Regions from separate parts of the Mus musculus genome. Here regions 1 and 2 are each linked to region 3. Evidence: chromatin contacts called from public HiCAR-type data. All regions are on one chromosome and are shown on one strand. Each heading gives the region's core, a stretch centred on a gene start, on an enhancer-like site or on the middle of the called end of the contact. The rest is flanking DNA. Distances are from core to core; before and after follow the strand shown. Region 1 holds the start of Mettl14 (methyltransferase like 14). Region 2 holds the start of Prss12 (protease, serine 12 neurotrypsin (motopsin)). Region 3 holds the start of Tram1l1 (translocation associated membrane protein 1-like 1).

The links. HiCAR-type assays count read pairs that join an accessible place to other places.
Region 1: a contact with region 3 is called in a HiCAR-type map of astrocytes, with 6 times the contacts expected there. The contact joins the promoter of Mettl14 here to the promoter of Tram1l1 in region 3. A contact is called at or near these places in 6 of 39 promoter capture datasets (the 3T3-L1 cell line, 3T3-L1-derived adipocytes, hippocampal neurons and 2 more) and 4 of 115 datasets of contacts at active chromatin or transcription factors (astrocytes, embryonic forebrain, forebrain and 1 more).
Region 2: a HiCAR-type map of astrocytes shows a contact between it and region 3, with 4 times the contacts expected there. The contact joins the promoter of Prss12 here to the promoter of Tram1l1 in region 3. A contact is called at or near these places in 2 of 39 promoter capture datasets (hippocampal neurons and liver), 5 of 115 datasets of contacts at active chromatin or transcription factors (astrocytes, differentiating embryonic stem cells, embryonic forebrain and 2 more) and 1 of 9 other capture datasets (adipose tissue).

The regions. Positions count from the first base shown.
Region 1 is chr3:123,384,611-123,387,380 of GRCm38.p6, forward strand. Mettl14 (methyltransferase like 14) reads right to left here and starts at 1,380. Exons shown (of 11, transcript NM_201638.2): 1 at 1,152-1,380. The coding sequence starts at 1,217.
Region 2 is chr3:123,445,475-123,448,174 of GRCm38.p6, forward strand. It overlaps Prss12 (protease, serine 12 neurotrypsin (motopsin)), which reads left to right and starts at 1,439. Exons shown (of 11, transcript NM_008939.2): 1 at 1,439-2,162. The coding sequence starts at 1,685. Gm35065 (a long non-coding RNA gene) reads right to left here. Exons shown (of 5, transcript XR_001783982.2): 1 at 2,676-2,700.
Region 3 is chr3:124,319,642-124,322,672 of GRCm38.p6, forward strand. Tram1l1 (translocation associated membrane protein 1-like 1) reads left to right here and starts at 1,396. Exons shown (of 1, transcript NM_146140.4): 1 at 1,396-3,031. The coding sequence starts at 1,552. The coding sequence ends at 2,643.

The DNA.
Region 1 (2,770 bases), core at 130-2,629, 940 kb before region 3:
CTCTCTCTAGCCCACCTTCACATTCTCGAGACTGGTGTCGAAGGAAGTTTGTATTATTTTCTTGAGATCCTGGCGAGAAAGACTCATTGGAAATCTAAAATTTACTCACTCAAGCTTTGAGCATTTCCCTCCATTACTTATATTGATTTGTATGGTGTAATGAAAACAGCCTGAGATTTTTAAGTAAAACAACTTGTAGTATGTATTCCCTGCATGAATGGTCTACTAAACGGCAAGCACTCACATCTTCATTCACTAGCTTCAATGAAAGCGAAAGGTTTGAAAAGTAATCTCTAGAGAGAGGAATCTTAGAGAATTCTCTGGTGAGGGCTGGCTAGGGAAAAACGTTAAAATTTGGAAACCTAGTCCTAATGTACTAGTGAACGTAACACCTCCTGTCTCTAATAAATTACCAAGTAAGGATTCAAACGTTTGGTTGAAGGTAGACTGTGTTCTAAGTGCAGAATCTAAAATTTGCTCTAACTTAGGTGGCTTCCAATGAGTCTTTCGACAGGATCTCAAGAAAATAATCAAACTTCCTTCAAAACCAATATCAAGAAAAGATTAAGAACATGCACTGCTCTTCCAAAGGACCTGAGTTCAAGTCCCAAGCACCCACACCAGGAGGCTCACAACTACCTGTAGTTCCAGCTCCAGAAAGATCCAACACCTCTGGCGCTGTGCTCACGTGCACATATATATATACACACAGAGAGACAAACCCCACATAATTTAAAATAAAAACTAATCTTAAAAAAAATAAAGAATCTGAAGCTGACGCGGGAGAAAGGCAAGACATGAAACACTGCTTCAACAGTGACGGTGAAATGTAAGGGCTAAAACTGCCACTTGCTCTTGTAGCAACTACTAGCACTGCACTCATCGACAATTCCCAAGTCTACCCCCACCACTCAAGTCCGTGCCCGCCACGGTGGGGACAGAAAGCCCAAGCCTGGCAGCGGTTGGTTTTCTACGTAATGACTCTGACAGGCACTCGAGTAGACTAGGGAATAAAAGTCCCGGGACAAAGACCTTGACAGATGCTGATGTGAGAGTTCACCAAAAAAAAAAAAAAAAAAAAAAAAAAAAAATTTTTTTTAAAAGAGGCGGCCGCGCACGCGCACTAATGCTCCCTCCCACCCGCCGCACACCTGCTGAGCTAGGAGCTGCCGCCGTAACTTCTGCCGCTCCCGGATCTCCTGCAGGCGGCTATCCATGCCCCAGCTTCGGCTGCTCACCACCCCGACAGACTCCGCGCCCGCCAAAATGCAAATCCACCTGCCAAACCAGGAAACACCGGGTCCCGCCCCGCAGAGATTCTGACCCGGAGACTTTCACGTCCCTCAGGAGGAAGTTTCCGGCGCGCCTGAAACAGGCTATGCCTGAACAGGAAGTCCCGCCTCCAGGACGCCGAAGATATGATGTCACACGACGAGACCCAATGGGGATGTAGTGGTGGTTGAGGGCGAGGAGCCGCTTTTGGCTATCTTCTTAGTGCTTAAAGTCTTTCCTGAAGGGTTAGGCTCGGTTTTTTTGTTTTTTGTTTTTCCTGCTCATAAAAGAAGTTTTTCTTTTTCCCGTTAACCAATTGTCCGCCTGCCAGTCCTGGCTTTTTAATATTTGAGGGATGCTTGTGGGTTTCTTTCACTGCAATACTGACCGGCTTGTGAAGGACTGGATCGCCGCTCAGTAACCTTGGCAAGTTAGCGAGCTTTTGTAAAAGAACAGAGAAAGAGGGTCTTGGGGGGCTGAGGCAGGAGGACCCAGGAGTTTGGAGCCTAGGCTATGTAATGAAACCCTGTCATTCACTCATTTATTTATATAAATAAATAAATAAATAAATAAGAACAGAGAAAGAGGGTCTTGGGGGGCTGAGGCAGGAGGACCCAGGAGTTTGGAGCCTAGGCTATGTAATGAAACCCTGTCATTCACTCATTTATATAAATAAATAAACAAACAAATAAATAAATAAATGCAAGCAAACATAGCGGTAGTTACGTAGTGAAACCCTGTCATTCATAAACACACAAACAGAGCGGGCAGCGCTGAAACCCTGTCATTCATTCATTTATATAAATAAATAAATAAATAAATAAATAAATAAATAAATAAATGCAAGCAAACATAGCGGTAGTTACGTAGTAAATAAATAAATAAATAAATAAATGCAAGCAAACATAGCGGTAGTTACGTAGTAAATAAATAAATAAATAAATAAATAAATAAATAAATAAATGCAAGCAAACATAGCGGTAGTTACGTAGTGAAACCCTGTCATTCATAAACACACAAACAGAGCGGGCAGCGCTAGGCTATGTAATGAAACCCTGTCATTCATTCATTCATTCATATAAATAAATAAATAAATAAATAAATAAATAAATAAATGCAAGCAAACAGCGGTAGTTACGTAGTGAAACCCTGTCATTCATAACAACACACAAACAGAGCGGGCAGCGGTAGCGAATGCCTTTAATTCCAGCACCCGAGAGACAGAGGCCGGCAGTTCTCTGAGTTCGAGGCCAGCCTGGTCTACAGAGCAAATTTCAGGGCAGCCAGACCTACACAGAGAAACCCCATCTCAAAAACAACAATCAAGCAAAAATTCCTTGCATAATAGTAGAATTATATGACAAAAACGTTAATTTTCAAAAAGTCTTCTGTAAATTATTTTGACTATATAGTGTTAAGGTATATCTCTTTCAGACTTAGCTATATTATTTGATAATTATGACTGCCGGGACTAGATGTTTATTCACTGAGCATTTCT
Region 2 (2,700 bases), core at 189-2,688, 870 kb before region 3:
TGCCCTCTGAAAGAATCAGATGCAGATATTTGCACCCAACCAATGGACAGAAGCAGCTGACCCCTGTTGTTGAATTAGGGGAGACTGAAAGAAGCTGAGGAGATGGGTGATTACGTTGGAGGACCAGCAGTCTCAGTTAATCTGGACCCCTGAGATCTTTCAAACACTGGACCACCAAACATACAGCATACACCAGCTGATATGAGGCCCCTTACACACATACAGTGGAGGACTTCAGGTCTGTGTTCATTCAGCTAACCCTCAAGAGACTGGAGGCCCCAGGGAGTTTAGAGATCAGGTGGGGTGGGGTGTGGGGGCATCCATGTGGAGACGGGATGGGGTGGGAAGGAGTTATGGGATGTGGAACAATTGGAGGGTGGATGGGGAGGGGCGGGGAATGGAATATAGAGTGTAAAAATGAATTACAAATAAAAACTTTTAAAAATTGACAAATGCATTCATTCTTGGGTTTCTGACAGTTATTTTACACAGTGAAATGATTCCTAAAATATTAAGTGAAGTTGAATTATTTAAAGCCAGGTGCGAGGATCACTTCCAGTTTCTGAATAAAACCTAGATTTTAACAATGGTCATTTAAATTTTGTTCAAGTTTTCTTTGGATTGCATCACATTAGGGAACGGAGTCCCTTCGTTGCTGAAACATCAACATCCCAGAAAGCAAGCTTGTCATCTTCCTATCCTAATTCCTGTTTCTTCTTTAACTTAGTGGCATGGACAAGAGCAATCGGCAACCCTAAGCCTTCAGCCCCAGCTAATTCTTAAAGTCCTAAACCTAGAGGCTTCGGAGTGGCACAGGGGGATGTTGGAAGTGGTGTACTGAACCATCAGAGAAATTAATAACATCTCCCATAGGTAGAGTCTACTTTTATTGAAGCTAGCTGGAGGAAGCTAGCTCTTGCCTGGGGCAGCAAATCAAGAGGCTTAATTCAAGTCCCGACCCTGTGGGCAGGAGGCAGGTGCCGCAGGGACACAGCGTCTGTGGAGGCTGGAGATCAGGATGAATCCCTATTAAAACTTAACAACTGGTGTCCAGGGCATCTGGTGGAAAGTGGGAGGCAGGAAGGAGAAAGGTTCAGGTTCCTTTTGCTGGATCTACTCGGGCATTTAATTTCCTCTAACGTTCGTCGGAACACGGTGTGAAGCTTGGGATCTTAAAGGACTCAGCTCTGCCAAGTGGTTTTAACACTCCTGGTGGGCTTTCATAACTTCTATGCTGCGAAACGCCAAGGCAGAGAGGTGCATCTAATTCCATCCACATTTCTCCAGAGATTGCAAAACACACACGGAACCACCGAGAACGGGAGGGACCGGTGCCAGGCGGGAGCCGACAGACAGGGCTGTGGTGGTGCCTGTTGGCACCGGCAGCCTAGACCTTCCCCCGCGTTGGCACCGAGAGCCCGCGCCTCCGCCTGACAGCCGAGGGTGGGGTGGAGGTCGGACTCCGGGCTACAGAGCTCCTGGCGCTCATCGCCTCTGGCGCTCCAGCCTTTGCTTCGCGGGGCTGACCCTTTGGGTCCCGGTGTGATCCTCCAGCTGCCCCGGGGGCTGGGACAGCAGGGCGGCGGCGCGAGCGTGGGAGGGGGCTCTAGGACTCTGCCGGCCCCGCCCCGCCCCCTCCGCGGGGACCCGGAGCCCAGCATGGACCACACTCGGCGCCGCAGCCATGGCGCTCGCCCGCTGCGTGCTGGCTGTGATTTTAGGGGCACTGTCTGTAGTGGCCCGCGCTGATCCGGTCTCGCGCTCTCCCCTTCACCGCCCGCATCCGTCCCCACCGCGTTCCCAACACGCGCACTACCTTCCCAGCTCGCGGCGGCCACCCAGGACCCCGCGCTTCCCGCTCCCGCTGCGGATCCCCGCTGCCCAGCGCCCGCAGGTCCTCAGCACCGGGCACACGCCCCCGACGATTCCACGCCGCTGCGGGGCAGGAGAGTCGTGGGGCAATGCCACCAACCTCGGCGTCCCGTGTCTACACTGGGACGAGGTGCCGCCCTTCCTGGAGCGGTCGCCCCCGGCCAGTTGGGCTGAGCTGCGAGGGCAGCCGCACAACTTCTGCCGGAGCCCGGATGGCTCGGGCAGACCTTGGTGCTTCTATCGGAATGCCCAGGGCAAAGTAGACTGGGGCTACTGCGATTGTGGTCAAGGTGAGTGGCATCCGGGCAGAGGTGACAGCTAGGGACTGGCACAGAGGCAGCCTGACTCCGGACCGTACCTGTGTACCTGACCTGTGTACCTGGAGACAAGGGGTTGAGAGCTTGCATTGTGGTGTGGTGGTGGGCTTGGAAGCCCGATAACTAGTAAAGTGCATTCATTTGTACAGTAAATGTCAGTCAGGAAAGCATGCATCCTGTGACGATTGTCACGGGGACAGTAGCTGCATAGGGTGCTCAACTCTAGCACCTAGAAGAGGTCTGTCCAGTCAACGTGTGTGTGTGTGTGTGTGTGTGTGTGTGTGTGTGTGTGTGTGTGTGTGTGTGTGTGATTGGCAGGATTTGTGCATGATGGTGGGTGTCTGTTGTCTGTGTGTATCGGCTAGCCTTAATGAGGCACTCTGTATACAAAAGAGGAAAGGTAAAGAAATACATACATTTGCTGGCCAGTAGTTTGGGAAAGGGAAGTATTAAATGTAAGATGAATACCAGCACAAACTTTCTTACCTCTATAGACCGGGATTTGGAAAAA
Region 3 (3,031 bases), core at 146-2,645:
TGCAGATCCATGTATTCCCTGTGATTGGCGCTCATTCTCTCTGAGTCCTTAGGAGCCCAGCTTAGTTGTATGTTTATTTCTAATTCTTTGGAGATTTAAGCTTAACTTGCTCTCACTGTGGAATTGTCATATTCAATAGATGAGCTTGGATAAACAAAGAAAAGTCAGAGTGATGATCTGAAGAAAAATAAAAAGCATTATCCAATGAAGAATCACTTGAAAAATAGAGAATTCTTATTATGAAAAATAATATGTATATTTTCCTTAATTCAAGAACACTCCCCATAACAAACCGTATTTTCCTCTGGAAAATTCAAGATGCCTTCTATTGATACAATCTCCAAGCTAAATAAACAAGGTTCTATTTATACTGCGCTATGCTATGTAGCGAACTGAAGGATGACGATAAATCTCAGCACTCTAACGATAAACGCTTTGTTTCTTTTAAAAGGGCCTGTAGCGTTATTCGTCTGAACTGCATACTTTATACTTTCACCCATCATTCCTCTCCGTAAGGACTTTACACTCATATGACAGATAAAGGACAAGAAATTCATTCTCCCTTATCAGTGATATTTGAAAACTGACATAAAACTTCTGTTGACAAAGCTAATAACATGGCTTTTCTTTAAAGTGAAATTTAACATTTGCTAAAAACGTTACACACAGACAAATGAACCCTGAGATTCATGTCTGTCCGAGTGAAGTCTTGTTTTGTAGCCAAGGACCTGCAAGATCTCTGCTTCCCACTGCCTTGCAGACTTCTAATATAATTAGCTAGCACCTCTACAGCCATTTTTGTTCTAATAGCATTATTTTCTGAAACTGCTTCTTTGCATTGGTGTTGCCAGGTCTGACTGATTTAACATAGAGACAGCACAATACAGCGCTGAGAATACTCTGGTTCCACTCAGGATTTAAATCGTGGCTACTGATATTTATTAGACCTGTGGTGATAATAATGGCAGGCATGGTGTGTCACAAAGAGGTGGGTGGGGAAAAGGAGAGAGAAACAGAGAGACAGAGGCAAAGACAAAAAACACATAGAGGAGACACAGACACTCAGATGAGAGAGAGAGAGAGAGAGAGAGAGAGAGAGAGAGAGAGAGAGAGAGAGAGAGAGAGAGAATGAATTTGATTTCCACAGCATCAGCCCCTTAAGGGAAGGTGAGATTCCTAAGAGATCAGTAGAGAGCACTAGGGAACTCGCTGCTGTGTTGCCATGGTGATGATGGCAATGGCAATGACAGTGGCACCAGATTTCCCAGTTCCTGGGAAGCCCCTCCGGCTCCTGTGGGTGGGCGGCGGCGATCGGTGCAGCAAATCCGCGCTCGCACCCGGGCCTGCGGGGCAGGGGCGCGGCGCTCGATTTCCTTTCCTGCCTCCGCAGCCCCTGTGCGCATGCTCGGCCTACGCGGCCCCAGCCTTTGATTGATCGGTCGGCAGCGGCTGCGACCCTGGGCGTCAGACGGGCGGTGATGGGGAGCCCGGCGCTGGGAGCGGCTCAGTGATCAGCGGTGGAGGCCGGTGACTACTGGTGAGTACCGCGGCATGGGGCTCCGCAAGAAGAACGCCAGGAACCCCCCGGTGTTGAGCCACGAATTCATGGTGCAGAACCACGCGGATATGGTCTCCTGCGTGGGCATGTTCTTCGTGCTGGGGCTTATGTTCGAGGGCACCTCCGAGATGTCGATCGCGTTCCTCACTCTGCAGCATGGAGTCGTTGTCCCAGCGGAAGGGCTGCCCTCCGGGTCCAGGACCCTGTACCATTATGGGGTCAAAGATCTGGCCACAGTGTTCTTCTACATGCTGGTGGCCATCATCATCCACGCCACCATTCAGGAGTACGTGCTAGATAAGCTCAGCAGGAGACTGCAGCTCACCAAAGGCAAACAAAACAAACTGAATGAGGCCGGGCAGCTGAGTGTGTTCTATATAGTGTCCGGGATCTGGGGCATGATCATTCTGGCCTCTGAGAACTGCCTGTCAGACCCTACACTCTTGTGGAAGTCTCAGCCCCACAACATGATGACATTTCAGATGAAATTTTTCTACATTTCACAGTTGGCTTACTGGTTTCATAGCTTTCCGGAGCTTTACTTCCAGAAAGTCAGGAAGCAAGATATCCCGGGTCAGCTCATCTACATTGGCCTCCACCTCTTCCACATTGGAGGGGCCTATCTCTTGTACTTGAACCACTTGGGCCTGCTGCTGCTGATGCTGCACTACGCCGTAGAGCTCCTCTCCAGCGTGTGCAGCCTGCTTTACTTTGGTGATGAGCGGTACCAGAAAGGGTTGTCTCTGTGGCCTATCGTGTTTATATCCGGGAGACTCGTGACATTGATTGTCTCGGTGGTTACAGTAGGGCTTCACCTGGCCGGGACAAATCGGAATGGCAATGCACTCTCTGGTAATGTCAATGTGCTGGCAGCTAAAATCGCTGTTCTGTCCTCGAGTTGCAGTATCCAGGTGTACATAACATGGACCTTGACTACTGTCTGGCTTCAGAGATGGTTAGAAGACGCGAACCTTCATGTTTGTGGAAGGAAGAGACGGTCCAGGGCGAGAAAAGGCACAGAAAATGGAGTGGAGAATCCGAATAGAATAGACTCTCCACCAAAGAAGAAAGAGAAGGCTCCTTAAGCAGCTTCAAGCTAATTGATTCTTACCTCCAAGGGAATCCACTCCTTGCTATGTGGTGTCTCTGTGCTAGAGAGTTTCTGTTTTTCAGAACGGGTCGTGCTTTTTTAAATATTGCTATTGTTATTGTCTAATGTGTTTTTAAGGGTTGGCAGCGGTATGAGTGGTGGTGGGAATTAAGATTAAACCACTCAGCCTCTAAATCCTGTCAGAATAGTTAACAGACCAACATCGTATTTAGTTTAGATTGTTACCTCAACGATTGTCCAAACGTTTCGTGGTGATGACTGCAGAATTGTGTGTATAAATAATAGTTTCCTGCTTCCAGTGTTCTTTATCGCATTAACAAGTCTGGCAGCAAAGTGGTTTTCTCCATGTTCTCTTGCAGGAT